Linked DNA regions of Mus musculus: region 2 is linked to region 1. A link is a contact called in public HiChIP or PLAC-seq data. All regions are on one chromosome and are shown on one strand. The core of a region is the stretch at or near the end of the contact, and the rest is flanking DNA. Distances in the headings are between cores, read along the strand shown. Region 1 has its middle 19 kb from the start of Tex10. Region 2 holds the start of Msantd3 (Myb/SANT-like DNA-binding domain containing 3).

Region 1 (7,190 bases), core at 1,538-4,037:
CCTCTTACCTGTACTTATAAAGTACTTGGATTACAGGCATGGTCCATGATGTCTGTTTATATGATCCTGAAGACTGAACCCAAGGCTTCATGCATGCTAGGCAAGCACTCTACCAACTGAACTACATGCATCCCTGGCTCGTCTTCTCACTAATATGTCTAAGAGACTCAAATCTAATTTTGTCTCTCAGTCTGCCTTGCTCCTTGGCTGCTTCCTCTAAGGTGATAAACATTCAGCAGAAGAATTTTAGCCCCAGCCAGACTGATGAGTCACAGGTAATAAGGTTAAACCCCAGCCTTATTAAATAGTTGATTCACTTAGAAGTTCAAGTGTCTTCATTTCATTGCCTAGAAACTATAATTCTAGAGTATAAAAGACGTTACTCAATTATGAGGAATAAACATTATAATTTAGATCAAAAATGATCCCCAATAGCTCAGGTATTGAAGACATGATCCTAATATAGTGATGTTCAGAGGTTGGAATGTGGGAGGTGAGGTGGAATGAAGGGTCTCTTCAGTGGGTTAACCCACTGATGGATCTATAGCTTAATGGCTATTAGGTGGGAGTAGACAGTCTAGGAGATGAGGTCTACTCATAGAGAGTGAGTCATTGGGAATGTGCCCCTGAAGGATGTGTTTTGTTCCAGGCTCTTCCTCTTTTACTCTTTCTGCTTCCAGATGCTGTGAGGTACTCTGTCCTCTGTTCAGAACCTGACTCACCCAAGAGAAATGAGCCTAGTCACCATGGACTGATGCTCTGTGACCTTGAACCGAAATAAGGCCTTCCTCCTTTAAACTGATTTTCTCAGATATTCTGTCATGGTAGTAGAAAGCTAACACAACCTGTTCTGGGATCAAGCTAAGCATGCTTTATAATAAGAAAATGAAAATCACACTGCTATAGTTATTGTCTGTTATCAACCTATGGGAAGAGAAACACTCAACTGAGGAATTGCTGCCAGTGAGTTAGCAGGGTTTCTCTATATAGCCCTGGCTGCCCTGGAACTCACTTTGTAGACCAGGCTGGCCTCGAACTCAGAAATCCACCTGCCTCTGCCTGCCGAGTGCTGGGATTAAAGGTGTATGCCACCACGCCCAGCATTTTCTTAATTGCTAATAGAAGTAGGAGAGCCCAGCCCACTGTGCTTGGTGCCATTCCTGGCCAGGTCGTCCTGGCTTGAATAAGAAGTGGAGTTGAGCAAACCAGAAGGAGCAAGCTAATAAGCAGCATTCCTCCATGGACTCTGCTTCAGTTCCTGCTTCTAGCTTACTACCTGAGTTCATACCCTGACTTCCTTTGATGATGGACTCTAACCTGTAAGATGTACTACACCCTTTTCTCCCCAAGTGCCTTTTGTCTAGTGTTTTATCACAGTGACAGAGAACAAACTAGGACACACACTGATGAAGATTACTGCTTTGAGATCCTTAAATGAAAATCATGAAAGCTCACCAGCCACCATCACCAAGAACTTAATTTGTTCTAGGCACTCATCTTGGCTACTTTTCTATTACTGTAACAAAGCACCATGACCTAGGCAACTTATAAAAGAAAGCATTTATTTTGGAGGCTCATGATTTCACAGAGCTTACTGCATGACCATTGTGGCGGCAGGCAGGCAGACATAGTGTTGGAGCAGTAGCTGAGAGCTTACAGCTAATCTACTAGTAGAGGCACAGAAATACACACACACACACACACACACACACACACACACACAGAGAGAGAGAGAGAGAGAGAGAGAGAGAGAGAGAGAGAGAGAAAGAGAGACTAGAAGGGAGACAGAGACAGAGGTCACGAACTAGGAGTGGCATGGTGTTTTGAAACCTCAAAGCTCACTCCCAGGGAAACCTTCGTCAGCAAGGTCCTATCTCCTAATCCTCCTGAAACAGTTCTATCAACTGAGGACCAGTCATTCGAATCTATGAGCCTATGGGAGCCATTCTCATTCAAACTATCACAGCACTATGAAAGTGCTTTATAAAATCAACAGTTTGTTGTTTTGTTGAGACAAGATCTTCCTATGTAGTCCAGGCTGGTCACTAACTCACAAACCTTCTGCCTCAGCCTTCCAGGTCCTGGGATTATAGGTTGGCATCATCATACCCAGCTCAAGATACTTAATTCTTATTAAGATTGTGGAAGATAGTCTTATTATAACTCTATGGTGCAAATGAATTATCCTTAATACAAATATAAAAAGTGAATTAATCAGGTGGCTATATTTCTTTACCTTAGGCTACTACCCAAAAAACAGAGGAAAAAGAAAAGATTTATTGAAAAATGCACCTCAGTAGTTGAGCACTTATTAATCTATTTTTGCCTCTTATGACAATCAGGCTACCTCCCAGCCCCAGCCCATAATACTTCCATATTATTATTGATCTGGATCTTCAGACCCCTTTTCCATGGCTCCTATTTCCCCATTCTGCTGGCTGATCTGATGTTGTGTCCAGCCAGCGGCTCACATGTCCGGGTTCTAGTCTGGAAAGACATCTTGGAAACCTGGAAGAGAAGGGGGGAGGGGCGCTAGGCGGTGCGAGAGAAATATGTAGCTAATATCAGTCATTCTGATCAAAGCTCAATTTTACTAATTCGACATTCAGTTAAGAAGGAGGGGAAGGGGCCCCGATTCCCGCCAAATAATCCTGGAGTCCAGTAGCAGGGTGACCACGTGTATGGCTCCGGAAGAGCAAAGCGGCAGGCACCAGCAGTGGGCATGGCAGAATGATTGAGCGGCAAGCTCCACCCCGATGTAAACAATGAAACCTGAGCAAGCAGATTTCAGGCAGAGGAGGGGAGGCTACAATCTGAATCTCCTCTCTTTCCTCTGGCTGGTGAAAGTCCCACCCTATTCTCTATTCTGCCCAGCCATCGGATGACCAGCATTTATTGACAAAGCAGAAAATAAATAGTAAGAACTGTTTACAGAAACTTGAGAAAGGAGATTCTTGGTATAAGAATTACAATGCCATATCCAAATTGAAACAAGCAATATAGGAGGGCAGAGACATCTGCATTTGAATAACCCAAGGGTAAACTTTACACAGTAAACCAAACACAATGCCTACACAATGGACTTGGACATGGAGGTTAAACAAGTTCTTCAAAGTTATATAATGTGTAAGTGGAGGAGTGAGAATTTCACCCTAGTTTGTTTGGTTTTGAGCCTATGTTCCTAACTGCTACCATGATGTGGTCTCCAACTGTAGTGGTCTTGCTCATTGCTTCTCTACCTGACAGTGGTATGTGAACAACACTTCTCTGTAGACGCCATAGTTAGACCACAGAAGTCAGATCTTTTTCCAGCAGCCGTGTAGAAGGACTGATGCTTCACAGCCACAGCTGGAATATTGTTAATAAACCCTTTAGTTTTATTAAATGCACATTGGTCTTTGATACTTTTCACTTAGTTGGAATGCAAAAATACTTGAGAACAGAGTCATACAAGGGACTTACAAACCTTGAGGCCCTGAAATGAAGGCTGGAAACTCCAAAAGGGGTCATCAACGTCTCTACTGCTTAATCCAAGGAAGTGCTAGATAGGGTCATTTGTGTCCTTGTGTTGGCTGAGGAAAGACAAAAACTACACATTTAAGGAGGTGAAGTGGCTTTTTATGATTTTAAAGTTGGGCAATACTTTGGTCCCTCAAAATAGATTGCATGCTCTATATTTGAAAAGAGAGGGCTGGCTTTCTAGACACAAAAGCCCATAAGAAAACAGAAATCTCCAAAAGTAGATTTGGCCATTTCAAAGTTATTTTCTGTTTAGCAGTAAAAGCAGATACACTCTCCTCATAATGACTAACACTTCCTGTTCTGCTCATGCCGGCTAACACTGGCCATGTCTGGACAGGCGGTATTTTTTTCTTTCCAGATATCTAGGAAGGTCAAATAAAGTTTAGCCACTGATTGATGAGATGAAATCTCAGCATGCTCAACTCCATTTTGGTTTGGTCTGTTTGGTTCAGTGCAGGAAGTCAGTTCATATCAAAGCTCTCCTATTAATTGTATCTATTAGTCTCCATTCAAAGGAACAAATGCCTACATTAGACTAGAGCATTGGGTATAAAGAGGAGTTTAAGATATCATTAACTTTTTTTCTAGTCATTTATACTACGTATTACTGCTAAGAGGAGTTTTGCTAAACACATTCTCAAACTCAGAACCTCCCAAACAAGTTTTACTAGCCTTTATAAACTTTCGTGTTGCCCTCTATTTATGTTGATCTGGTTATAAGGTAGTTCAAAATAAGTAAAAAAAGATTCCCAGAGAAATCTTATCTCATGTACATTTTAAAAAACTACTTAAGGATATACATCATAGTTTTATTTACCAGAGCCCTAAACTGGAAAATAAATAATCTGTCATACATTAAAGTGATAAAATATTACTCAATAAGAGAGAAGATTGTGTTATTGACATGTGAAGAAAATGGATGAATCTCTAGGGAATAATTATGGGATACAATTTCAAAAGGATACTTTTGGGAACTAAAAAGGGGGCCCAGGGGAAGATGGGGGAGGAAAAACCCACACCCTGCCAGAGTTCCACCTATTCTCTGGTCAATCAGGCGTGGGAGGGCTGTCATACACCTGCCACTCATCCCTGGGTAGGCATTCAAGCCTCTGACCCACTCTTCAGAGAGTGGCCAAGGGGCAGCCTTACCTGGGAACCCTGGAGCTACTTTGCTAAAGCCCCGGGGTTATAGGAGAGAGAGATGAGGAAAGAGGTTCCCAACACCTGCGAGAGTGAGTGCAGCGGATCTGACTGGAGCACAGGAAGGCCTTTTAATGGGAGATTAGAAATGGCTCTTTAAGAGAAAGCCTGTCCCATCCTCCAAGTGCAGTGGGCCTTGATGAACAGAGACAGTCTATGGTTTTAGAGCTTTATTATAGAAATGCAGGGGGGAAGAGAGAAGGTAAAGAGAGAGAGAGGGAGAGAGAGAGAAAGAGGAAAGGCTACAGAGAAAGAGAAAGAGGGAGAGAGTGAGAGGAGAGGAGAGAGGAAAGAAGAAAACAAAAAGAAAGGGAAGAGGAGAGAAGACAAAAGAGAGGAGAGAAGGGGTTTGAGTGAGGGGTAAGAGGTAAGAGGAGAGCACTGAGAAGTAAGAGAGTGAGGTGGAGCTGAACAGCCCTTTTTATGGCCTTTACTGTTGCTAGGTAACTGAGGAGGAGTTTAGCCTGAAGATCAGAAGCTTAGGCCATTGCCTATGTGACTTCTAGCCATACTTCTCTTGTGGGGGCTGTGGGAGGCAGTAACTTAGGCAGGAGCCAGAGTTCCAGGAGCATGAGGGAACACCTACCATGTCATGAAGGTGAATTATCACCACCGGGGTTCAGACCTCAGCTCAACTGGAGACCAGCCTGTCTGTGCAGAGCCCAAAGCCCCACAGGATACTATACAATGTCACTTATAGTACATTCCCAGAATTAAAAAAAAATCACAATATTACATTAGTTAAATATCTGTTCTTGCCGATAGAAGTGGGTTTCTCCCAATTCATCTAGCAAACAAGTAGCACAAAAAAGATGAATTCTTCCTGAGTCAAAAGTTCTGTTTCCTGTTCTTGGACATCAGAGATGCTGTTTCTTGGACCCTCACTCTTCAGAACTGTCAATCACCATGAGCCACCTTGATCTTAGACTTTTGGGCCTAGAGTTGCTCCATCAGCTTTCCTGGTTCTCATGCTTTTGGACTTGGAGAGTTGTGCACCACTGGCTTTCCTGGTTCTCTATCTTATTGATAGAGTATTAATAAGGTAGTAGAACTTCTTGAGCTCTGTAATCATTTGAGCCAAGTCGATAAAAATCCAATTGTTTAATCTACTGATCCATCCATCCATCCATCCATCCATCCATCCATCAAATTTATTAGTCTATTTTATATTATAATAACTGAATGCCTGGGGCTGAGTGATTGTAAAGAAAAGATGTTTATTTATTTTATAATTTCTGAGATGCAAGAAAATTGTGCTGGCATCTGCTTAGTTCTTTTGAAGGCCCTATGGTGAATGGCATAACATGGTAGGGATATGTGCATGTAAAAGAAAGAGAGTGTGGCACATATAAAACAGGGAACAGGAGACTGAGGTGTTACGTGTAGTTCCTACTACCCCACTTTAAGCTCCGGGCAGACCATGCTACAAGCCCCCACCCAGAGAATATTGGATGTGCAGATAAAATATATACACACACACACACACACACACACACACACTCTTCAATTTCAACCTGCCTTATTGGCTCAATTGCTGGGTGTTTCTAAACTCCTGCAGCTAGCATGCCCTTCTCAATACTCTTAGCTCAGCACCTCTTAATCTGCCCTTTGCTTAGGGTCCCAGTTACTTTCCCCTTTTTCAACAACCAAAACTGCCTACAGCTTAGCTGCATTTCTAATCTCTACCTGGGGAAGTAAGTGGCCTAATGGCCACTCTGCCCGAGATCTCACATAGCTGGTCACTTTTTCTCCCTCCGAAGGATGGCGAAATCTCCCTTCTTCTTCCTGCTTCTCTCTCTCTCTCTCTCTCTCTCAAGATTTATTTATTATTATATCTAAGTACACTGTAGCTGTCATCAGATGCACCAGAAGAGGGCATCAGATCTCATTACAGATGGTTGTGAGCCACCATGTGGTTGCTGGGATTTGAAGTCAGGACCTTCGGAAGAGCAGTTGGTGCTCTTAACCACTGAGCCATCTCTGCAGCCCCTTCCTGCTTCTCTTAGCCTGCCTTTGGGGACCCAGAAGTCCTGCCTCTTTCCTTCTACCCAGCAATTGGTCCCTGGTATCGTTATTGATTGATCAAGAACCAATTGGGGAACAGAACCTTAGCATCAAAACCATGCCCTACCCTAAGGAGAGGCCATACTCCATCTTTTATAATCTATTTGTAGGGAAATAATTCACTTCTACAAGACCCCTCCCAGTCTAAGAGACCAATCTTAATCTATGCATGAAGGTAGAACCATCACTTTCTAAGTGGGCCTTACCTCTTTTTTTGTTTTGTTTTTGAGACGGGGTCTTTCTGTGAAATCCTGGCTGTCTTGGACAGGAGATGGAAGGATGGTGAAAAATTGACCAGCTATGTGAGATCTCGGGCAGAGTGGCCATTAGGCCACTTGCTTCCCCAATGTAAACTAGAATGTCCTTGAACTCAGAGATCCACCTGGTTCTGCCTCTTGGGTGCT
Region 2 (7,190 bases), core at 2,851-5,350, 48 kb after region 1:
CTTACAATCTTTCTACTGTGTCATCCACATTCCCTGAGCCTCGGGTACTCTGTTGTAGATGTTCCACCCGTGCTGGGTACCCTATGCACACTGGTTCTTTGCATTTTAATCCGTTGTGGTTTTCTATAATGGTCTTTGTTACAAAACACTTTTTTTTTTTTTGATGAAGCATAAGACGAACACTTAACTCTAATTTATCCTAAATATTTTGTTCGAGAAATAGAGTCCTATTAATACAAGGATTCCAGTGTGTCCATCTTCCCAGGCTACCCTTTGGTGAATTCTCCCATTTGTAGTCCCATTATATTGGGTGGTTATTTTGCAACTGGTGATCCCCATCCTCCACGCCAGAACTATGTATTGGACCTGAAGTGGATTTCTAAACCAAAAGCAACCAACACATATGCTTGGCTTGTCCTTGTTTGGTGCAATGAGCTCAGCCTGTTTGCTTTTTATCTGTGTAAATATGAACCAAGGGAGAGGGCATTTCCGCACTCACCATAGTCTGGGGTGATGGTGACAGTGACAGTGACGTCCGTTATGGCTAGGTGCAAGATAGTTAAGCAGAGGAAGCAGGCTGGGAGATGGAGAACGGGCACATATACAGAGAAAGATGTGACAAGAGGAAGAAAGAGAAGACACAGAGAAAATAAAGAAGGCAGGATAGAAAGAGATATGGAAAGACACACTGACAAAGTTAATGTGGTGGTGCCCTCCTGTAATCACAGTGTACGGGAGCCAGAGGCAGGATGGTGAGGAGCTGGAGGCAAGTTTACGCTACATAGAAAGACTGTCAAACAATAAAAAAAAGGGGGGGCGGGGGGGGCGGGGGAGAAGGATTAGCAACTTGGAACTAAGTATATAAAGATTGGTCCCTAGTGGCTTTTAGATACCTGCAGATCCTCCAGCTCATACTGGTTCTGTCTTTCCAATTTGCCTCAGATTAAATAAATATCGTCCTTTGAAAAGGCCGGATGCGACTCTGTTGCTTGGTAGAAAAGCCACTTTAAAATAGTTTCTAATATCCATTCTCAGTTAGATTCCGGGGGCTTCGTCCACTCAAAATAGTAACAGGCAGAGAGATAAAGGAAACATCAATTTGCAAAGAACATTGTGATTTTTCAGAACCCTGCTGTATTCAGGTTAGTTGCTCAATCTGTATTCTCTCCTTCAGAAAGCTTTTGTAGCCACCAGCTGCTATGTCAAGACTGCTTGGTAAGCCTGGGCCAGAGCAATCAAGCGCATGCTTAAAGCTCTTTTCAACTAGCACTAATAAACATTGTGGGAGTGGGCTGCAATGCCCTGAGGCAGGGGTATGCCATCACCTTTTCCCCACATAGCTTTACTTACTGGTTTCTGTGTTAATTTTGCTCTTCTGTGCATATTTTCCTTGGAGAACTTAAAATAGCTTTGTTATCGATACATACGATAGTATTTTCTATTTACTAGCTCACGGCCAAGCCCTCTGTATTCACCATCTCATTGAAATGGCCCTATTAAGTAGGTGTTGCTCCACTATACAGATGTTAACACTTGAACAGCCACGCTAAAAACTTGACCAGGGTAGTTTGCCACCCCTAGTCAGGAAACAGCGAGTCAGACAAGATGAAGACATTGTGTTAGGGATTTGAGTTGTCACCCTGGCCATATTAGTTTTGAAGCTAGCCTGACTCTCTTGATTTGAGGAGAAACTCGTGGTCAAATGTCTTCTTAGCAGTATGTCTTCATGTGGCTCAGGCCAACCTTCAGCACTTTAAACAGAGAACTCTGACCATTTATTGAGGTTCAGGTTGAAGGTTTTACCCACCTGTACTGGCTAGTTTTGTGTCAACTTGACACAGGCTGGAGTTATGAAGAGAATGGAGCTTCAGTTGGGGAAATGCCTCCACGAGATCCAGCTGTAAGGCATTTTCTCAATTAGTGATCAAGGGGGGAGGTCCCAGTGTGGGTGGTCCCATCCTTGGGTTGGTAGTCTTGGTTTTATAAGAGATCAGGTTGAACAAGCCAGGGAAAGCAAGCCAGTAAGTAACATCCCTCCATGGCCTCTGAATCAGTTCCTGCTTTTTGACCTGCTTGAGTTCCAGTCCTGACTTCCTTTAGTGATGAACTAACGTGGAAATGTAAGCTGAATAATCCCTTTCCTCCCCAACTTGCTTCTTGGTCATGATGTTTGTGCAGGAATAGAAACCCTGACTAAGACACCACCCCATCACGTAGGCATTGTTAACTCCCTCATAAACAATGAGAACACAGATTCAAGGAAGAGAAAATATGTCATGAAGAAATATGTAGTATATAGGTCCTCGTGGTACATCTCCTGCTTGCCCATACTTTACTACCTATCAATCAAATTTCCAATCTAAATTGATCTTCAAATTTCAGTCCAATAGTTTTCCTTTTTGTTTTTTGTTGTTGTTGTTTTGTTTTGTTTTTCGAAACAAGGTTTCTCTGTATAGCCCTGGCTGTCCTGGAACTTACTTTGTAGATCAGGCTGGCCTCGAACTCAGAAATCTGCCTGTCTCTGCCTCCCAAGTTCTGGGACTAAAGGCGTGCGCCACCACGCCCGGCTAATAGTTTTCCTTTGGTTACATCCTCAGAACAATATCTTTAAGGACTTCCGATCTGACATTACTTGGAAGGCCTAAGTGCAAATCATAAAGTTTGTTAGCCAATAGCACCCTCCCCACCCACCAGTCAGTTTCCTGACTCTGGGCAATTTCAAAGCTCCTGGGACAGTAGATAAGTTATTGTTAACACAAGGCAGAAAAAGTAGTTACAACTCTCTAGTCTAGTATTTTATAGGTGCTTCTGCCTCCATACCAGAAAATGTTAGGCTGTCTCTCTGTTCTTTCCCCAGTTCAAAAACCGGATGATCACCTGTTTAAAGACTGAATGTGTGACTCATGCCTGTAATTCCAGCATTCCAGAGGCAGAAGCAGGAGGATCTGAAATCCAAGGTCATTCTCTGCCTCATAGCAAGTTTGAGGCTAGCCTGGGCTAGAGGAGACCCTGCCTCAAAAAGCAACAACAAAGTTACACATGGCCACATTACCACATATGATCCAGAAATTCTACTCTAAGTATGTATCCCAAAGAATTGGAAACAGGTTCTTTAGACAAATGCATGTCTAGGGGTTTTCAGAGAACCAGTTCACATTAGCCAAAAGGTGGAAATAATCTAAACATCCACTAATTTCTGTAAGAACAGATATGCAAACTGTAGAATACACAATGGTCAGCTTATGTAGCCACAAAAAGCAATGAAGTAAGAGGCATGCTACAATCTGGATGAACCTTGTTTGGATTCTTTGACCTGGCCAGAGTGACCAGGCCCAATGAAGCTGGCCTGTGATATCAGCTACGAGCTAGGGAAGCTGAGGCAGGAGGTTTGTAGATTTGTAGGCTGCCTGGGCCCCAGAGTTCAATGCCAACCTGGGCAGCTTAGTGAGTACCACCCCCAACTACACACACACACACACACACACACACACACACACACACACACACACACATACACACATACACACAACCTGCCGCGTGCTCCAAAAAGACACACGACTCCATTTACATGAAATGTACAAAAAGGTAAATCGATAGAAACAGAAAAGAGATTAATGGTTTTCAGGGACTAGGCAAAGGAGTGACTACGTAATTGGTGCGGGGGTTTCCTTCGGATGGAACCCTTAAGAATAAGGAGGTGAAGTGATTATCGTTGGCTATTCTAAGTGTAATGAGTGCCACAGGATTGTTTATTTTTAAATTGTTATCTCTACGCTTGGTTGAGTTTCATCTCGCTTAAAAAGAAAAAGTTTGAGAACCTTCTCTTTGCCCTTCTCTGGGCTTGGAATCTTCTTCACGGATCTATGGCAAAAGAAACCGTCTTCATCCTGGGGGGAGGGGTGAAGGCCTTGTCGGCAGAAGGACCCCTGCCCCCAGTTGTTTAAGCCGCCCGGCATTCGTCGCAGCGCGCCTTGGGTCCCACTGGGTAGGCACACAGGGTCTGAGTCGTGTCCTGAGGTCGGTGCACGTAGCCGGGGTCCTTGGGGGGAGGGGGAGCGCACACCCCATCTCTGGAGACACATCCCGCCCATTAGAATCACAAAAGTTGGCGCTGAACTCAGAGTAGGAAGGGGTGCCGTTCCCAGCCTCGTGGAGTCCCCGACGAAAAGGGCCCACGTCAGTCAGGAGGCTCGCGCTAACTCGTGCGGGCGACTGCCACATCCCCGGTGTGGGAAAATGCATTCTTTTGTTGTTGGCGGAGACGGGCCCCTTCCGCAGCTCCCGGGCCAAGGTGGGCAGCGCGGCGGAACCGGGGCTCGGGAAGGTGGGGGACTGCACGGGGCCGCGCTCCCGCCCTCCGCGGCGCCCACGGAGCGGCAGGCGGCAGCGGCCCGCGAGGGGGCGGCGGCGCGGGGCTTTGTGGCCGCGGCGCGCGCGGCGGGGCCTGGCCGGCCGGGGGCGCGCGGCCGCCCGGCGCCTGGAGCCCGCGGCCCTGCCGGCCGCCCAGCCCGCCAGAGCAGCCCAGGCCGCCGCGCCCGCGCCTCCGCGCCCCTCCCCGGGACTTGCGGCCGCCGCGCCGCCGCTGCAGGTAGGAGGTTGAGGCCCGGAGGGCCGCGGCCGGCGGGGAAAGCGGGCGGAGCGGGAGCGCGGGGGTCTGGCGGGCTCCCGGGCCGAGCCGCCGCGCCCTCCTCCCCGCAGGCCGACGGCCGCCTGCGCGCGCCGCGGTGCCCCGGGAGCCCGGCCGGCCTGCCGCGTACAAAGCGCCGGCGCGCGGGCCTCGCAGACGCGCTGGAGCTCCCGGGACGGGAGCTTGGAGCCCGGGGCCCGGGAGGCTCTTGGGGGGAAACCCGGCTGACCCCGCGGAGCCCCGGTCCACATATCCCCACTGTGTGCGGGGGAACTGTGCTCACCGCTTTTCAGTACTTGTCTCCATTGAGACCCCCTGCCTCCTCCAGTCCGGTCCAGAGGTATAAAGGGCTGGGTCCCTCCTAAAGAGGATCTTAGAAGGAAATAGTGCATCACATCCCTGCCCGACTGACCTTGGGAAAGCTCCTTTACTCTGAGGCTGCTGGGTTGATGTTTCTATAATGGGGGAGTAGGGTGTGATGTAATACCCACCCCCAAGTACTATTGTGAGAGATAATGTGTGTCGGCTGATAGCTAAAATTAAGCACTTCATGTCCCAGGCCCTAGGTCCTAAACAGTTGGCTTGAATTATTAAACCATCGCACGGGCAATCTGTAAATTGCAGGAAGGGTTTTTATGTTGGAGTAAGAAACAAGAATTTAGTCTCCTGTTGTGATTATTGAGAATGGATGTTTTATTGCTATGATAAGTACAAAATGTTTTGCGGTACTTAGGATAATGGTTCTAGGATAAAGACACATATTTTCACACATTTAAAACTGGAGCTGGAATAATAGGGCCTGAGTTGTGTGTGTGGGATTTTCGCATATCCGAAGAGACCATGCGTGTGTAGTTACCCAGGAAATTGTTGAAAGTTAATAAAATAGTTCCTGAGTTTAGGATTGAGGCCAGCTACGAGAGTTTGAGACCGGAGAGCAAGAAAAGGGATGGAGAAAAAGTATTTCAAAACCCGGAGAAAGATGGGGTCATCCGCTTACTCTCCCCACAGCTGCGTCTTGCGACAGGTCCATTCTGAGGAGGTAGCAGGAGAGGTCCTGAAGAAAGATCAGAAGTTGTCTTTCTTTACTCCTGCAGCAGGGTGAAAGCGTTCAGAAGCCATGCAGACCCTGTCGTTAGGCCTGGAAAAGCGTTCTGCGACTTGGGATGCAGGGGTTCCTGGTAGCAGTGTTTGTTTGTGTTTCGGGAGATGACGATAGCAAACAGCCCCCAAGGTTGATAAGTGGTTAACTTAGCAGCGGCCTAACTGATGTGAAGAAGGGGAGTTGCGACCCTTCCTCACTTAAGTGTCCCAGTGGGCTTGAAGAAACTTTTGAGTTTCAGTTTGGGATGGGGGAGAAAGGCTTTGTAGCCTGCATGAAAAAAATGAGGAGGACAGGAAATATCCAGGGGCGGCAGTAGGGGGGGAGGGCAGTAAGGAAAGGAACTGGGCGCTTTAGTCCACAGCCTGCTGGAAGCATGGCTGGCCCCTTCTCAGAGAAGGCACCCTGCCCTCTCCCAATTTCTTACACCTTTCCCATGAGTGTGCCTGACAGACTTGTTGGATAAAGGAGTTTTGTTTCAAACTAGGACTCAGAAGAGAATTTGGGGGTACACAGAGATGCCCAGTGGAAAGAGCAAGTGCTCTGGGGGAGATAGACAGCTGGGACCTCATCTATTTCCTGACTATCACTCACCTTATGATTATAGTTTGTGCATGTGAGAGAATATGACTTTTTTTTCCCCCTCAAGTAGTTGGCAGGGAACTCAAACAGCACTTCACTGTATTTCCTGGCTATAGGACATTCATTCATTCATTCATTCATTAAAAAAAAAAAGGTCTCCAGAGTGCCAGTCCATTGCTGAGTCATGCTACATGCCGAGATGCAGAGATGAGTCAGAAATTATATCTTTCCTTAGGAGTTTCCCATTTCAGAGAGGGAGGTGGACACAAAGGGTAAATTACAGAGCGTGTGGGAAGTGCTACTGGTTGACGTTTGTGATGGACAGTGTGCTTGCAGAAGAGTGGGTCACCTCCTTCCCTAGAGACTCGGGGCCAGTTGGAGCCCCATGGCAGAGATTCTGAGTGTTGTGTGACCTCCTGCCTTTCATCTATCCATGCTGCTGAGTCTCAGCCGTGACAGTCTCTCTCTTTAAAAAATGCACTTGCAGTGTACATAGAACTTGTAAGCTACTTGCTCCGTGGAGTCCAGAGAATGTTGAACAGTAGTTGAATGAGTGAATTATTAAGTAGGTAGCTAGCAGAAGTAAGAGAATAAATAGTGAGCGGCAGACGGAGAAAAGCCAGAGCTGGGTAGCAAAACATCAAGTTGCGCCCTCTGCATCCAGCAGAGATGACTGGAGGTAGAGCGGTTGATAGAACAACCACAAGACTAGATCAACCCGAGGGCTTACAGGTATGCAGCTGAAATCCGCCGGGGAAGCCCCATTGAGGTAGTCAGTTGGAATTCCCAATCATGGGTCCCAGGTAGCTTGGGCTTGTCTCCTCAGGTCAAAGAACAAATAGCAACAGATAGAGAAAGAACATAGTCAAATTGGGAGTTCCC

Evidence for each region. HiChIP or PLAC-seq counts read pairs in DNA pulled down with a chosen protein or histone mark.
Region 2: a contact with region 1 is called in an H3K27ac HiChIP or PLAC-seq map of embryonic stem cells, with 11 read pairs. The contact joins the promoter of Msantd3 here to the enhancer-like site in region 1. A contact is called at or near these places in 10 of 39 promoter capture datasets (the 3T3-L1 cell line, 3T3-L1-derived adipocytes, cranial neural crest and 5 more), 30 of 484 Hi-C or Micro-C datasets (the AML12 cell line, the C2C12 cell line, cortical glia and 13 more), 10 of 115 datasets of contacts at active chromatin or transcription factors (craniofacial prominence, embryonic basal ganglia, embryonic limb bud and 4 more) and 3 of 9 other capture datasets (adipose tissue, liver and pancreatic islet).

The regions. Positions count from the first base shown.
Region 1 is chr4:48,488,859-48,496,048 of GRCm38.p6, forward strand. No RefSeq gene overlaps it. Among named protein-coding and RNA genes, the nearest start is that of Tex10, 19 kb to the left of the region's middle. Within about 2 kb of position 2,788, at least 29 of the 459 cell types and tissues checked have an H3K27ac peak or open chromatin away from gene starts, as enhancers often do. A contact at or near this core is called in craniofacial prominence and embryonic stem cells, where this site is marked.
Region 2 is chr4:48,535,981-48,543,170 of GRCm38.p6, forward strand. It overlaps Msantd3 (Myb/SANT-like DNA-binding domain containing 3), which reads left to right and starts at 4,101. Exons shown (of 3, transcript NM_001145924.1): 1 at 4,101-4,291.